Linked DNA regions of Mus musculus: region 2 is linked to region 1. The links are chromatin contacts, called in public promoter capture Hi-C maps. All regions are on one chromosome and are shown on one strand. The core of a region is the stretch at or near the end of the contact, and the rest is flanking DNA. Distances in the headings are between cores, read along the strand shown.

Region 1 (7,008 bases), core at 1,238-3,737:
AAACCCAAACTTTTTCTCCCCCCACAGGAAAACATTTAACTCAGTGGCTCATTATTGCTTGTCTGGTAAACTTATGCAAGAAACACGTTTGTGTTTAAAAGCAAAAAATAGTTCCTTAAACTAAACTGGTCCCAGCAAGAGAGTTACAAAGATGGATGATAATTAGTTCAGTTTGAGTACAACCACCAGTGGAGATGCCTTTTCTTGTGAGTTATGTTCTCATTAAAGCAATGAGCAGCCTTGCAAGATGAAGAGCATCTTCCTTAGACATAGAGCAGATGCCTGGCATCTCAGATCTTGCAGCTCAGCTAAGTTCAGTAACACTACCATGATCCCCATTTGAAAACCAGAGTGGTTATTGGTCCCATTAGGAGGGAAGAGACATCTACAGGAGCAGAGATTCCTGTATAAACTGTCAGGTCTGATGACTTGGGTCCTGCCAGCTTAATGGGAAGGAACAATAAAATTGGGAACTGGGAGACTGCAGCAACAGAATATTTCAGTTTTGCTTTGGGGACCTGGAAAATTATCTGCAAGCCACACCCCTTGCCAACAAGAAGCACAGAAGAGAGAAGCTGATGGATCTGCAGGCCAACTGGGAGGAAAGGAACTGAAGGTCCTTTTTCTTTTGGAAGCAGCCATTCATTATAGGACTTTCTTGGATTTGGGTAAGTCCTGTCAATGATGGGTAGTTACTTAGATCCCAAGGAAGGTCCTCAAGGAGGAAGAGGGTGGTTGGATGACAGAGTTGGCTCCGTGAGCCTCAAGAGCCCAGTCCCGTCTAGGCAGAAGAGCAGACCATGTGTAGATGGCTCCTGCTGTGCCAACAAGGATGGGAGCACCTCAGAGTAGAACTATGTTGATGAGACTAGACAGTTTGCCGGGCCTGAGGAACAGCAAATCCCATCCAATATCCATTTCTTCAGAAAATTTGGGTAGGCTTGAAGGCTCAGAGGGCAGCAGAATCAATGGTATCTTGGAATCTGCACAATTTATGGGGGAAAATACAAGATGTAGCTTGATTGATCTCTAAGCAGATGAAGTGAATTATTATGGTTGGTAGAGGAAAGTTTTCTGTGAAATTAATGAAACCAATGCTTTAAGTCCCTTCCTTTGGTATGGGGCTTTTCCAAGGCTTTCAGGGATAGCCTAACAAATCAGGCTTCATGGCATTACTTTTTGTGAAACATTATGCCTAAGAGTTTTTTAAATTATTTTTTTCATAGACAAGATCTCAAGCTTATAAATCCCAAGTAGGTGCCCCACAAAGCCTGGCTTTTGGGGTGTTATGAATCAGTGGGTAAGGGAGAAACTCAGAGCCTGTTTTGTGATCTGGTAAAAATATTCAAACAAGTATGGGGGAAGAGAGGATGGATACTCCAGGTCCTGAAGATTGACCAGGAGTCTTCAGTTATTTTCAAAGAGATACTTTGTGGTATTTTTGTTTCATTTGGTTGCTGTTGTTAAAATAGGCTCTCATTATATAGACATGGCTGGTTTAGAACTTGCCTCAGTCTCTTGGGTGCTGGAATTAAAGGCATTTGCCACTACAGCCAGCTTAAGGTATTTTCTAATTAACACTTAGTAAAAGAAGGGCTATCAAGTTCCATGGTTGATTGAACTCTAGGAGGAAAACGAAGGGAGCAAAATGGCCCTGCAGGATGTAGGATGCTGGGTTCCAGGACACATTAAATGTGGTAGCTTACAAAGTGAAACCAAGACACTTTATGAATCAAATGTTGCTTAAAGAAATGACAGTCAAAAATACTAATGAGTGAATGGGCATTTGTGAGGGTATTCTGTAGGTGAATTTGTTTGTGATTTTTTTTAATTAGGTATTTTCCTCATTTACATTTCCAATGCTATACCAAAAGTCCCCCATACCCTCCCACCCACTCCCCTACCCACCCACTCCCACTTTTTGGCCCTGGCGTTCCCCTGTACTGGGGCATATAAAGTTTGCAAGTCCAATGGGCCTCTCTCTCCAGTAATGACCGACTAGGCCATCTTTTGATACATATGCAGCTAGAGTCAAGAGCTCCAGGGTACTGGTTAGTTCATAATGTTGTTCCACCTATAGGGTTGCAGATCCCTTTAGCTCCTTGGGTACTTTCTCTAGCTCCTCCATTGGGGGCCCTGTGATCCATCCAATAGCTGACTGTGAGCATCCACTACTGTGTTTTCTAGGCCCCAGCATTTGTTTGTGATTTTAAGCAACATATTCACACCACACTGCTCTACTGTCAGTATAGTCACTCCAAGAAAAACAGAAGCATGTTGACTTTGATACTTTGACAGACAGGCTGTTACAACAGTAGCCTGGGAAAGTTTGAGCTCTTTATGTGTTTGCAGCTTTCACCCACTGCTCTGAACTGGAATGAGGCTAGGTCAAATGGGAAAATGTTCAACACCAGTAAAGCAACTCCAGCCCAGCCTCTGTGGTCTGAGGATCCTAGAAGCAGGAATCTATGTAGCAACCAGTGACTTCCTCCCTCCTTGGCAGGTCAAGGGCCACTGCTGTCTAGCTTGTGAAATAAGCCAGAGCAGACTCACAACGATCCAGGACAACTTTGAGGCTGTTTTTCCTGCTTGCAGTAGCAGTGTGATCCCTGAACAGAATTTCCACCAAGAGAGGTAAAAAGAAAACTCAAAACTACTCCAGCCAAAACTCCTGCGAAGTGAAATTTGGGAGGTGGCTAAGTATAAATACTGGGTATTGGGATGGACTGACACAGGCTAATCCTAGAAAGATTAGAATGTTACTGCCACCTACTGTCCCATCTTCATCAGTGTTGAATGATCACTTCAAAGTATTTAGTAAGTCATGAAGAAGTATTTTCCATTAAAAAAAAAAAAACCCACTATCTCAGAAGGACATTTCACTGTTATCTGTTCTTCCTAGAAATATGGGGCCTTAGAAATTAAAGCCACATGCAGTCCTTATTAAAAATATAATAAAATAACCCACCCCAGCCATCCCATTACTGGTGACTATAGAAATTTGTTATGTATAATTTACATTCTTTCCAGTACTTTCTGTTTTTTCAGAAGAGAAGGGCAAAGCTCTATGACTTCTCCAGATTGTAAATCACATTACTGCAGGCAGAGGGAGCGAAGTGGACAGGATTCCCAGAGAGAGGTAGAATCTTGTTTCTAGGGATGAAATCTTAGCCTGTTCAGGCCACGTACACAAATGGTTAGACAGACCCCAATTTCGAGTACTAGACTTGTAGCCAACATATGGAAAGTGGCAGTTTGGTCACCTTAAATGAGGCCCTGATACCTGAGTCTCTTTGAAGAAGAGGCGTACACAATCTGACTGTCCACCAGTCATCTGCGGCTGGAGGCACAGAGGCTCTGTCAGGTGGTGGAGAACAGGACAGGAACATAAGCATTGTGTCCAGACTCGAAAAAGAGCCTTGGGTTGACCTAACAGCTTCTTCTTGGCCTAGTACTCAGGAACAAGGGTCCAACTGTCCCATGCCTCTTATCCAAGAAAAAGGCCATCAAACTACAGGGCTCACAGAACATACATTCATGTGAGCATCTGGGACAACCTTTCCTCTGGAATTAGGATATTACTCTGGCAACTGGTGCATAAGTGAAGTCCTGTGTTTTGGAGGCTGCTGGAAATATACGGGCTCTGAGAACTACATGCAGTTGTTTCAGAGGTTCCAAGTGCTGTTGTCTTGAAAACTTGTTCTCTATGGTGCTATATAAAACTTGTCCTCCTGCAGCTGATCTGGGTATTTCCACTCCAAGAGAAGGTACGAGATCCTAATAAGCAGGCAAGCCAGAGACTTTACTCGTTCCTGGTTGTACCTGCCTAGAACAAACCTTATCAGCCTGTGATATACAGAGCAATGAGACCAGCATCCCTTGGTTATGACAGTGAGCCGAGTCAGAGGTCATACTTCTAGAAAGGGAGCATTCTGTCATCCTGCCTACAATTTGACCCTATAATGAAGGGTATTAGGTGTACTTTACATATACCAATACAATCTTTTGGTTCTTTTATATGAGATTTGGAGAAGTCACTTTCTTTTAATGATAGGCAAATCTCATTTGTTGTGGTTTGTGGAACCACAGAGAGTCCTCTTTTCAGCACGTAGAAAGGGGAGAGGGCTCTCTACCCTGGAACGTGAATGCCTGACTACTATGGCCATTGGAGCCCACAATATACAGACCCTCACAGTTTCAATGTCATCAGAACATTCCAGTACCAAAGAAAATGCAGTAAGTAACATATAGTTATACTACAAAATGTAAGCATACGTCCAGATACCTGAAAAGGCCCTCAAGCTGGTTGACTCAGCTGGGCAAGCAAAGTCTTCTAGCAAATTATATTTTCTCCATAATGTTCCTGTCATTAGTAGGCGCTGGTGGACGAGATGTGCTAATACCCTCTTTTGTGCATTAAACAGCAGTCAGTCATGCAGGGGGCCTGGAAGTCTTTCCTAGGACTGTGGGTAGGAAGCTAGCCTGACATGCACTTCTCTAGTGAGTCAGGGACACTGTATATAAAGGCCAGTTTTCAGCATGAATAATGAGGTCCAGATTATAGAGAAATATAAACTAAGCTGAGCCATATGAAGCCTCAATGGGACCTAGACTATTGCAACCTTTGAACAGTGTGGGACTGTGGCAAAATATATCACCTTAGAGGTCAGGAAGCTTCAAGTTTCTATAGGCCTGGAATCATAGCACTCAGTAGGCTGAAAAAGGAAGACATCTGTGATCTCAGGGCCAGCCTGGGATACATAGAAAACCCTTGTGTTTTTGTTTTGTTGTTGTTTGTCATTTTCTTCTCTTTTCTTTTAAATCCGTCCAACACATTCAAAGAAAGTAATAGCAGGGTAGACAAAGTCCCAGATGAAAATTTTAAAGTGGACCAAAGAACAGTTTTAGGAGACATCAGAGAGAAGGAAGATCTTTTACAATTTAGCAGGCCTTCAAGCTAAACAATTCAAGTCTAGCTATTTGTCCCTTCTTTTGTAGACATTAGTCATTATTCCTTTAAATTATTTGGGAAGAGAAAGGAGGCCACCAGGGTAAGAGGAAAAGCAAAAGGGAATGATGGGAAGTATAATCTAAGTACAATGCATACATGAATGGAAAGGAAACATATTATTTCGTACAATCAATATATGCTAACAAAATTACTTTAAGTCCACAGAAGATAGTAAAATTGAAAAGCTACTATGTTTATTTATTGCATCAAATTTCAAAAGTCTGACTAAAAAAAAATATTATAACCTTTACCTGTGACTGTCTTATCATCAGGTTTAGAATAAAAGGTGATAAAGGGAGATATGAAAATCTAGTAATTCTGGATGAGCAGTAATACTGTGACCCATCAGTATCAGCCACTCCAATATCTACTGCAAAGAACAAAATCTTAAATATAATCATAGCAACATGCATCCTTGTAAAAAAAAAAAAAAAAAAAAAAGAAAAAAGCGATGGTCTACTAGGTGCTGGGATGCAGGAGCCAGAGGTCTTTTTCCATACAGAAATAAAAAATACATAGGTACAAGTGTCCACTTGTTGGATTTCTAGATATTTAAGTGACACTCACCTAATAAACATATGGTGATCCCAGGAGTCCCATGACAGTCACCGAGTACAACGAATGGGTTCCAAGCACCCAGTGTTTAGAGGGTATACTGCAGTCTATCCCCAAAGGCCCAGTTTCTTATTTCCCATCCAGTGGTAAACCTTTTTTTCCTCTGCCCAGGCTCCCTTCTGTTCACTCTGTGAAGGCTGGGAAATTCACCATTTACCTCCAAACATTCTAGACTAAATTTCAAAAGGTAAGCCTTATTGAACAAAGCAGGTATTATTTCTTAGGATGCTCTAAAGCAAGTGGTTTCTAAGTAGGAACCAAGAAAGCTGGAACTGATAGAACTAATTTTATTTTCCTGGGTGAGACCTTGATTTCCAAGTTCACTTAGGAGGCAGTTGCAGCAAAGGCTGGCATTTACGAGATGCTGAGTATCACTAAAACCTCAGTGGGGTAGTGAACATCTAAGCATGGCTGGGAGGGCAAGTGGGCAAAGCCTCTTGGTGAAAGGTGAAAGGGACATGAGGGAAAGGAGAGAGGCCTGTAAGGACCAAGGATAACAAAAGGGAGAGGATTTGACAAGAAAGACACTCAAAATCTCCTCCTGCTTTACACCATGAACTGTGGTATCTTTAAAGCCAGCAATCTTTCAAGAGGGTCATGAGATGACTTATAGTCACCACTCACTAACAGATACCTCTGGAACATACGCTCTACTTTCAATCAACCTAGGGTCAATTTCCAGACGTCGGCAGAAACTTAGACTAGGACCAGTGGTATGGTGTGGGGGAAAACGGCACAGTTATGCACAGTGTTGGTTTCCTCATTGCCGTAGCTAAAACACTTTCTCAAAGTGAAAATGAAAGTTTGAATTCAATGCACATGGAAAGTATCTAAGGACTTTCCTAGCTGTTTCCTACAAAGCCATAGAGAAATAATGCTTTGTATGCTTTGATTCTTGCACACTCCACAGGCACTTTCTGTCTAATTATAGAAGTTGGGCATGTGCCTCTTCAGAGGGGTTGGCCTACCCGCTAGATGAGTCCCACAGTGCCAGTCCCTGAACTGTCCTGGAAAACAAACTTGGAAACCCTCATACAACCTATATGAGCAATACAAAATTTTAGGCTTATCAAAATTGCACAGAAATAAAACACTCTTCTATCTGCAAAGCAAAGCAATGTTTAAAAGTTATAAATATATTCATAAAAGCCTGTTTTGGCCGGGCGTGGTGGCGCATGCCTTTAATCCCAGCACTCGGGAGGCAGAGGCAGGTGGATTTCTGAGTTCAAGGCAAGCCTGGTCTACAAAGTGAGTTCCAGGACAGCCAGGGCTATACAGAGAAACCCTGTCTTGAAAACCCCCCCAAAAAAGCCTGTTTTGTTTGATGGAATGTGAGGAGAGAGCCAAATCTCAGTAGCAGAGCCCGTGTCTAGTACACAAGA
Region 2 (7,008 bases), core at 1,586-4,085, 520 kb before region 1:
AGTCTGCCGTGCCTTCCAGGTCACTGTGTAACTCTGAGCTCCTCTGAACTGAGTCAGGTCAGGCTAGGCCAACAGTCCAGTGAGGAGTGCGGCGGGTGGCTCTTCAAGGTCTCTAAGTGTTACAGCTCTTGGAACAAAAGACTCAGACAAAGGAATAGTTCTCGTGTACCTTTAATTCTCTGCATGGGTTTACATACAGTTCTGGGGGTGATTCAGGGTTTGACAGCACGTACCTCTCATTGGCTTGGACTGAGAGTTTGGGGGAAACCTTATTTACATGTGGGAAGGCTTGGTGCTGTTCCTGCGTGGCTGATAGCCATGCCTCCCCTGTGGGGGCTGTGCGGGCAGTAACTTTAACAGGAACCAGGGGTCCAGGAGACATGGTCGAACCCTACCGTCCCATGTAGGTGGGAATTACCACCCATCGGGTTCTCCGGAGAAACCAGGCTATGTGTGCGTAGCCTGTTGCCCCCACATCTACTTTTAACTTTGCTGCCCCGTTTCCTCCTGTGAAGCCCATTGGTCTTTGCTGCCCAACATGATTCTGGGCAGCCCTTCCAGAGGCCACTTTCCCTTTTCTCCTACATTTCGGATGATCTTCAGGCTGTAGCTCTAAATCTGTTCCTTCTGTCTTCCTGGGGTCTTAGTGATTCTGCCCCATTCCTCTCGGCATCCTACCCACAGAATTCTAAGTGTCCCGCCCTGTGCCCAGCCATTGGCCATTGACATCTTTGATAGATCAAAAACCAGCTGGGGACAAGGACCCTCAGCATCTGGACACGCAGATTCAAAGCTTTAGAACCAATGTCCAACAGTGCGCAGGATGAATTTGAGTGCTTGTGTGGCACTTCCTTTTGAACCCGAAGTTTCACTCCTAAAAGGAGGCTCATTAAGACTCAGGAAATGAGCAAGCGCTGATAGGCATCTTGAATTACGAGATATTTACAAAATCCACAGGTCTGCCCCGCCCAGGTTATACATGAGGTAAAGAGTATAGGTGAGGAGTCTCCCTCCCCTGTGGAGCTGCCTGCAAGTCAGTGCTGCAGAGATGCAGCTATCCTGAGTTCTTTCCTAAGATCAGTAGGTGTCTTCCTGCTGCTGTTATCTTTCATTCATCATGTTCAAACTACAGAAAAGGCCATTTGAAATTCTAGGTAATTATTGAAAGAATGGCTCTAAACGGGGAACCCTAATTCTCCATATTGAGGCAACAGGAAAGGTGCCCTAAGCCTAGACCCCCGTCCATGAAAGACTCTATTCTTCCAAAAGTGTGAATTCATCTGAAAGGAGAAAGTCCAGTGGGAAAATAGCATTTAAGGAGAGCTTGACCTCTGTTTACTTTTTTTTCCCCATGGTCTCCCTTGAGCTTGTTATTTCTCTAAGGTCTCAAGGACAGGCACCTGGAGTTCTGCAGTTCCTCAGCAGGAGTGTTGGTTTTTAGAGACACAAAGGCAGGGAGGATGTCTCCTCAGAATGTCCTCATTAAGGGGGAGTTTTATGGGTAGTGCCATTCTAATGCTAGAGGTGGGGGGAGGGAGTTTCAGGCTGCTGCAGGAGGACACAGCACAGAAACCAGCTGTCTGTGTAGCATACTTGTCTAGGGCTAGAGGGAAGATGGGAGCTTCTGGCCAGGGGGGTGGGGGGTGGGAGCAAAAAATGCAGAGACAAACTGTGCACAACACTAAAGTATCTCTCTAGTATCAGCAATTCGGAGGTTACAACACATGCTTAATCACTGCAAGGAGAACTAAGTAGGAAAAGAGAAGTTGAGTTCTCCACAGTGATAAAAATACCATGGATAGTGGTAGCACATGCCTTTAATCCCCGCACTTGGGAAGCAGAATCAGGGGGATCTTTGAGTCCAATGCAAGCCTGGTCTACAGAGCAAGATACCCCATGCCTAATGCAGAGAGAAATTCTACAATGGATGATGGACCAGAAGTCCGTACAATGCTAAGAACTGTGCCCTCCTTGGGAGAGAAGCAGAAGAGATACTCACAGGCTCAGAGACCACCTGCTGTTAAACACTTCTCTGTTTGTGGTGAACCAGGGAGACGTGGGTGATGTTCTGGTATAGTTCTCATAAAATTAAAGTTCTTATGCAGATTAATGAATGAAAGTGTAAGCAAGGGACAAATGGAGAGATCAAGGATCCACCAATGGATTCTGGAAAGTCTTCACATGTAAATGTGAGGGTAGTACTTATAACCTCGTTCAGAGATTTTTTTTTTTTAACGTCTATGTCTCTGACCTACCTCCTTCACTGTATGGATTCCAGTGCTCACAGGAAAGTGTTTTTGTTTGTTTTCCCAGCTGTGGAGTCTAATGCATGTATGCTCACAGGCTTGTCAGCACACATGGAAAAATGGAGTATGTACAAGTTGAGCATTAAATTAAGTCTTCCTTCATTCTAGGCACGTAGTCTACCCCCTTTGCTAGTTTTGTACTTTGTATTTTGAGACAAGGTCTCTGTAAAGTGCCTAGAACGCTTTGGATTTGTAATCCTTTCATTTTAAACACCGAAGTTGATGTCAAAAAGCATCTCTAAGTAATAGCACTCACTCCACTTTAGCCTCTTGTTTCCTTATTTTAAAGTACAATTAAATGATTGTCAACTTTTGGTGCAGGTTCCAATTTTATAATTAGTAGACGAGTTTTTAAACTACAGTTTGACCAGATACAACTAATAACCCCTCCTATCAAAGCCTCAACGGATGTTCTAGCACGTCCGTTTTACAACCGGAACTTTTAAAGCAGCCTGACTGTGGGCTTTTGTCCCAGTGCTGACACCTCTCCTTTCTTTCCACCCTCCTCCGCTGTCAGTAGGGAGAACACAGAACTCTGGGAAATGTAGTCGTGCCCTCTGTGACGTCACAAGCAGCCGCTCTGCGAACCGCACTTCCGCATCCCGTCTGCAGACGTTTGTCTTCCCCTAAGTTAGCGGTGCTGTGTCCTGCTCCTCGCTCTCGATCGGATCTCTGACATGGAGGTTGGTCCAGGGAGCAGTGCAGCCTGAGGGAATGTGCAGGGGAGTGGTCCAGCTTGGAGGGAGCGGAGCCGAGGTGGACCAGAGGCAGGGAGAAGCCGAGTTGGTGATGCTGTGCTGCTGACCTAAGCTGGGCCAACTGAGCCTGGATGCAAATCTGGGTGGGGAGAGCAGTATGGGGGTGGCGCTGTGAGTGAAAGCTTTGTTAGGACGCGGCTGTATACGCTTCTGGGGTGGGAGAGCTGGCTCTGTAGCACAGAAATGTGGAATGGTGGAAGGTTCAGTATTGCCCCCCCGCAGGGTGGGCCGGCCCTCTCCTTGCGCCAGAGGTGTAAATGGGAGCCCACATTCCTGCTTGCCTTAGGAAGTCTGTTGGCTGTGATCACTTGGCCACTTGACTGTGGTCAGATTTCTCAGAACTTCTAGATCGAGTGGAGATCTGGCACCTCCTATTTATGGCCAGCCTAATATTCTTGGTTTGAGTTAATAGCTGCTCCTCGTTTCCAGGGACAGAGTTCTGCTAAGGAGGTTGGTGTATAGGATGTTAGTACCATTCTCTTTGGAATAAATTGTTAGGTTTTTTTTGGTGTGTTGTTTTGAATGAGAATATTTCATGGCCACCTCCGTGATCTATATCTTCACACTTAACACTCACATGTAGAGACAGTCTAATGTTCTAAAGGAGAAGGCTTATTCAGGATATTATTGATCCTACATTGTAGAGTAAAATACTAGAAAATACCGTATCCACTTATGTCAGAGATTGTGTAATGTCAGAAGCTTGGACTCCTTTTCTGAAACAAATGAGGGGGTGATGGGAGCAGAGAGATGGCCTGGAGATTATTAGTGACTTCGGGGAAAGGACTTGAGTGTCCCTGGGGAGGAGAAGTGACCTTGAATACCTAACAGTGTTTACGTTGCTCTTCAATTGTGAGCTTCTCTTCTATCTCTGGACACTGCACATCTAAACCTCCCTTAACAACTACTCTATCACTGCCCCGACTGTGGCACTCAGGTTCCCTGTTGCTCCCTGAACATTTGCCAGTTTATCCACGTCAGAAAGATTGAAAGGTGAATTTGAAGAGCTTTTGCTCAGTTAGGGTCCCTTGCCCATAATAGACTCCTTGGCCTGTCTCTTGTATAGTTTTGTAGTTCACAACACTTTAAGTCAAATCAAGTGTTTGTGTGGCATTAAAGCCTATTATTCATAAGGAACATGGGTTTTAAGCCACCTTCAGTATGAATATTTCTGTGGACTATGTAACTGTTATGTAAAAGACAGAGACTTCCTAGTTAATGTCACTGGCCTACAGGACAAGAACAGCATTGTGTTTTCCATTATCTAAAGTGGGAAGAGTACACTACCTTGTGAACCAAAAGTGGTTTCCTAAGAAGTAGGCATGAAGCAGAGGCATGCTGTCCTGTAACTTACAGACCTTTCCAGTATATATACTTTAAACACACCTGTGATTGAAAGAAACCAAACCAAACCAAAACTGAAGCCTCTTCTTGGAGCATCCTTGTTATCTCTGCATTGTGAAGTGAAGGCGGGGGATTAGGACTTCAAGGTCATCTTCCATATTATAGATTACTCAAGATGAACTTAAGCTAAGTACGATTCTGTGTAAAAATTATTAAAGGTTTTAAAAAACAGTTCATGGATACACTATTTCTGATGGCTTCTGTCACTTGGCTTAGTACCAGCCTGACAGAATTCCGTCTAACTGACATGGCTCACATTTAAAACATATACTTGAGAAGGTTTATTGACTGTATTTGATGTGTACTTTAAAAATCTCCTGCTCACATGCTTCTGTTAAAGGCGTTAAATTTTGGTGATCAGATAGATAGTCCTCTGCATTACTGTGTGTGTAGGGACTTTACGCTTTGTCTTGCTTGAAGATTCCTCCACATTTGCAGGGAATGTTTATTTTCTCTGATTGTTCATTTGTATTAGTTTCTGTTGGGACCTCTTGATGTGTCTTCTGGTTTTCCTGGAATTCTTCCCATTTGTGCTTCTTAAACATTCAGTCTGGGACTTGAGTCATTCATTCCCCATTTCCCTCTTTAATCCTTGACTGGTGCAGCCTCCATGATATACACTTCCCTCTTAGTCCTCACTGCACAGGTTCAGCTATGTGAGGGATGTTTCTTTACCTTTAGCCTGAACGGAATTCCAGTCCCACACACGGATAATGGCAACCGCATCCTCCACTGCCCTTCACAGGTGTGCCATCCAGCCACGAAACCAAACTGCTAAATTGAGACTTCTTCCTCCTCATTGGGGAGGAGTCTAATATTTCATGGTTTCCATTCCTGACCCCTTTCTTTTTATTTTTGTTTTTGTTTTTCTGAGTGACCATCTGAGGGAAGGAATTAATGGGTTTTTGGTTTGGTTTGGTTTGGTTTTTGGTTTTTTTTCTCATGTAGTAACCTTGTATTAGGCATGTCATTCTTGAAAAATGCTGAAGGGAAGTTATGCTGAGTGATGACATTCATTTCCTGGTGGTCGTTCTGATATATGTCAGAAGCTATGGAGAGAAGCAATAGAAAAAGAAATTTGAGTCTTGAGAAAGATATAAATAGGAGGTAAAAATATATTCAAGGAATAAGAATGAGAAGTACAGGTTTTCATCATTGTCTCCATTTCTGTTGTAAATATTTCTGTCAATGAGCCCTTCCATAGTTGTATTCAAATACAGTGGTGTATTGTGAGTTGAGACATTATGTGTGTCTAGAAGACTCTTTCAAAGACTATATTTAACTGTTCTCTTTTAGGTACATAAAATTTTTGTATGAAGGTTTATGTACATAAAAATCATGGGTAGGAGTTTGAGTCCCAACTGTTTACATGATCGACTGTACTTAATATTTCATTAGGAGCATGCATTAACAGTGTACTGAATATTTTAAACATATATAAATATACTTAGACATCTATCATATAGAATAAGGCATCTGACATTGATATTAGAAGTAATAGTCCAAATAAATTTACAGTCTGTGTTTCTCATGGAAATCTGACACATGGTCTGCCGTATCCTTTTCAGGATTCTAGTTCCATACTCGGAGTCGTAGTATTCCAGAATATGTTGACTAAAACCAAAAATGGTTGCTGTGTGACACACTTAATGTGGGTCAGTGTCAGTTGGAAGAGAAGCCTGAGGAGACACTGGTGAATGTATGCTCTAGTGAAGTTAGACAGGAGGAGGAAGCTAGTGGAACGGTAACCCAGAATGGTGGCTGTCGGTGACCCTAATGGAGTGCATTCCAGGTGCTGGATAACATGATTTCGGACATTGTAAGCTATGGTGCAGGGTGGAGGGTGGGAAGATGTCTGACCAGATGAGCATATGAAACTAGTATGAAGACTGCAAAGTATACCTGTAACAATAATTACAAAATAATCTATTAAAATGTACACTTCTCATATTTTTGATATTTAATTATAGAAAAGCAAATTGTTATCATTGATGTCATAGGTCATTTTGAGAATTGTATGTGATAAGAAGAAAAATAACACTAAAGCATAGAAAATGTTGAAATAAGGGAAAATAGCAAGTCGCATCACAAATTCTAATTCTTGAGCACAGGTTACCAAGGAACAGGTATCATGAGCTCAGAGCCTGCTGTAGGATTGTAGCAAATGTGCAGATAGCTTCCTACAAAGGAAAACATACGGAAGAAGGAAAAGGGAGGTGTGTTGTAAAAAAAAAAAGTTTAATCCCAATCTAGGGTTTCTACCCCACCTTTGACTATTTAGTTCCAGAATAAAAGACATACACAACCTTTATATTTATAATAACCTTAATCAGCACAAGAGCTGGGCAGGTATCTATCCTCTATGCTATTTTGTCTATTTTCCAGCCAATAATCCTATAATATAATTTGCTTTGTTTTATCTGGGCTGCTCACAACTCCACTTAGCCAAACCACGTGGCCATTATTTTAAGATTCTTACCCCATGATGCCTTCTCCTCTATTCACCTTCTTCTCTCTGCCCTCATGGTTCTCCTCCCCAA

The links. Promoter capture Hi-C pulls out the DNA fragments that hold promoters and counts their contacts.
Region 2: a promoter capture Hi-C map of liver shows a contact between it and region 1, with 2.2 times the contacts expected there. The contact joins the promoter of Zfp87 here to the enhancer-like site in region 1. A contact is called at or near these places in 4 of 39 promoter capture datasets (the HPC-7 cell line, cranial neural crest, hippocampal neurons and 1 more), 1 of 484 Hi-C or Micro-C datasets (liver), 1 of 115 datasets of contacts at active chromatin or transcription factors (embryonic stem cells) and 1 of 9 other capture datasets (embryonic stem cells).

Annotation. Positions count from the first base shown.
Region 1 is chr13:66,998,765-67,005,772 of GRCm38.p6, reverse strand. 4933433G19Rik (RIKEN cDNA 4933433G19 gene) reads left to right here. Exons shown (of 9, transcript NR_045851.1): 6 at 2,504-2,634; 7 at 5,738-5,813. Among named protein-coding and RNA genes, the nearest start is that of 4933433G19Rik, 30 kb to the left of the region's middle. Within about 2 kb of position 2,487, at least 12 of the 459 cell types and tissues checked have an H3K27ac peak or open chromatin away from gene starts, as enhancers often do. A contact at or near this core is called in liver, where this site is marked.
Region 2 is chr13:67,522,058-67,529,065 of GRCm38.p6, reverse strand. Zfp87 (zinc finger protein 87) reads left to right here and starts at 2,835. Exons shown (of 4, transcript NM_133228.3): 1 at 2,835-2,989. The coding sequence starts at 2,984.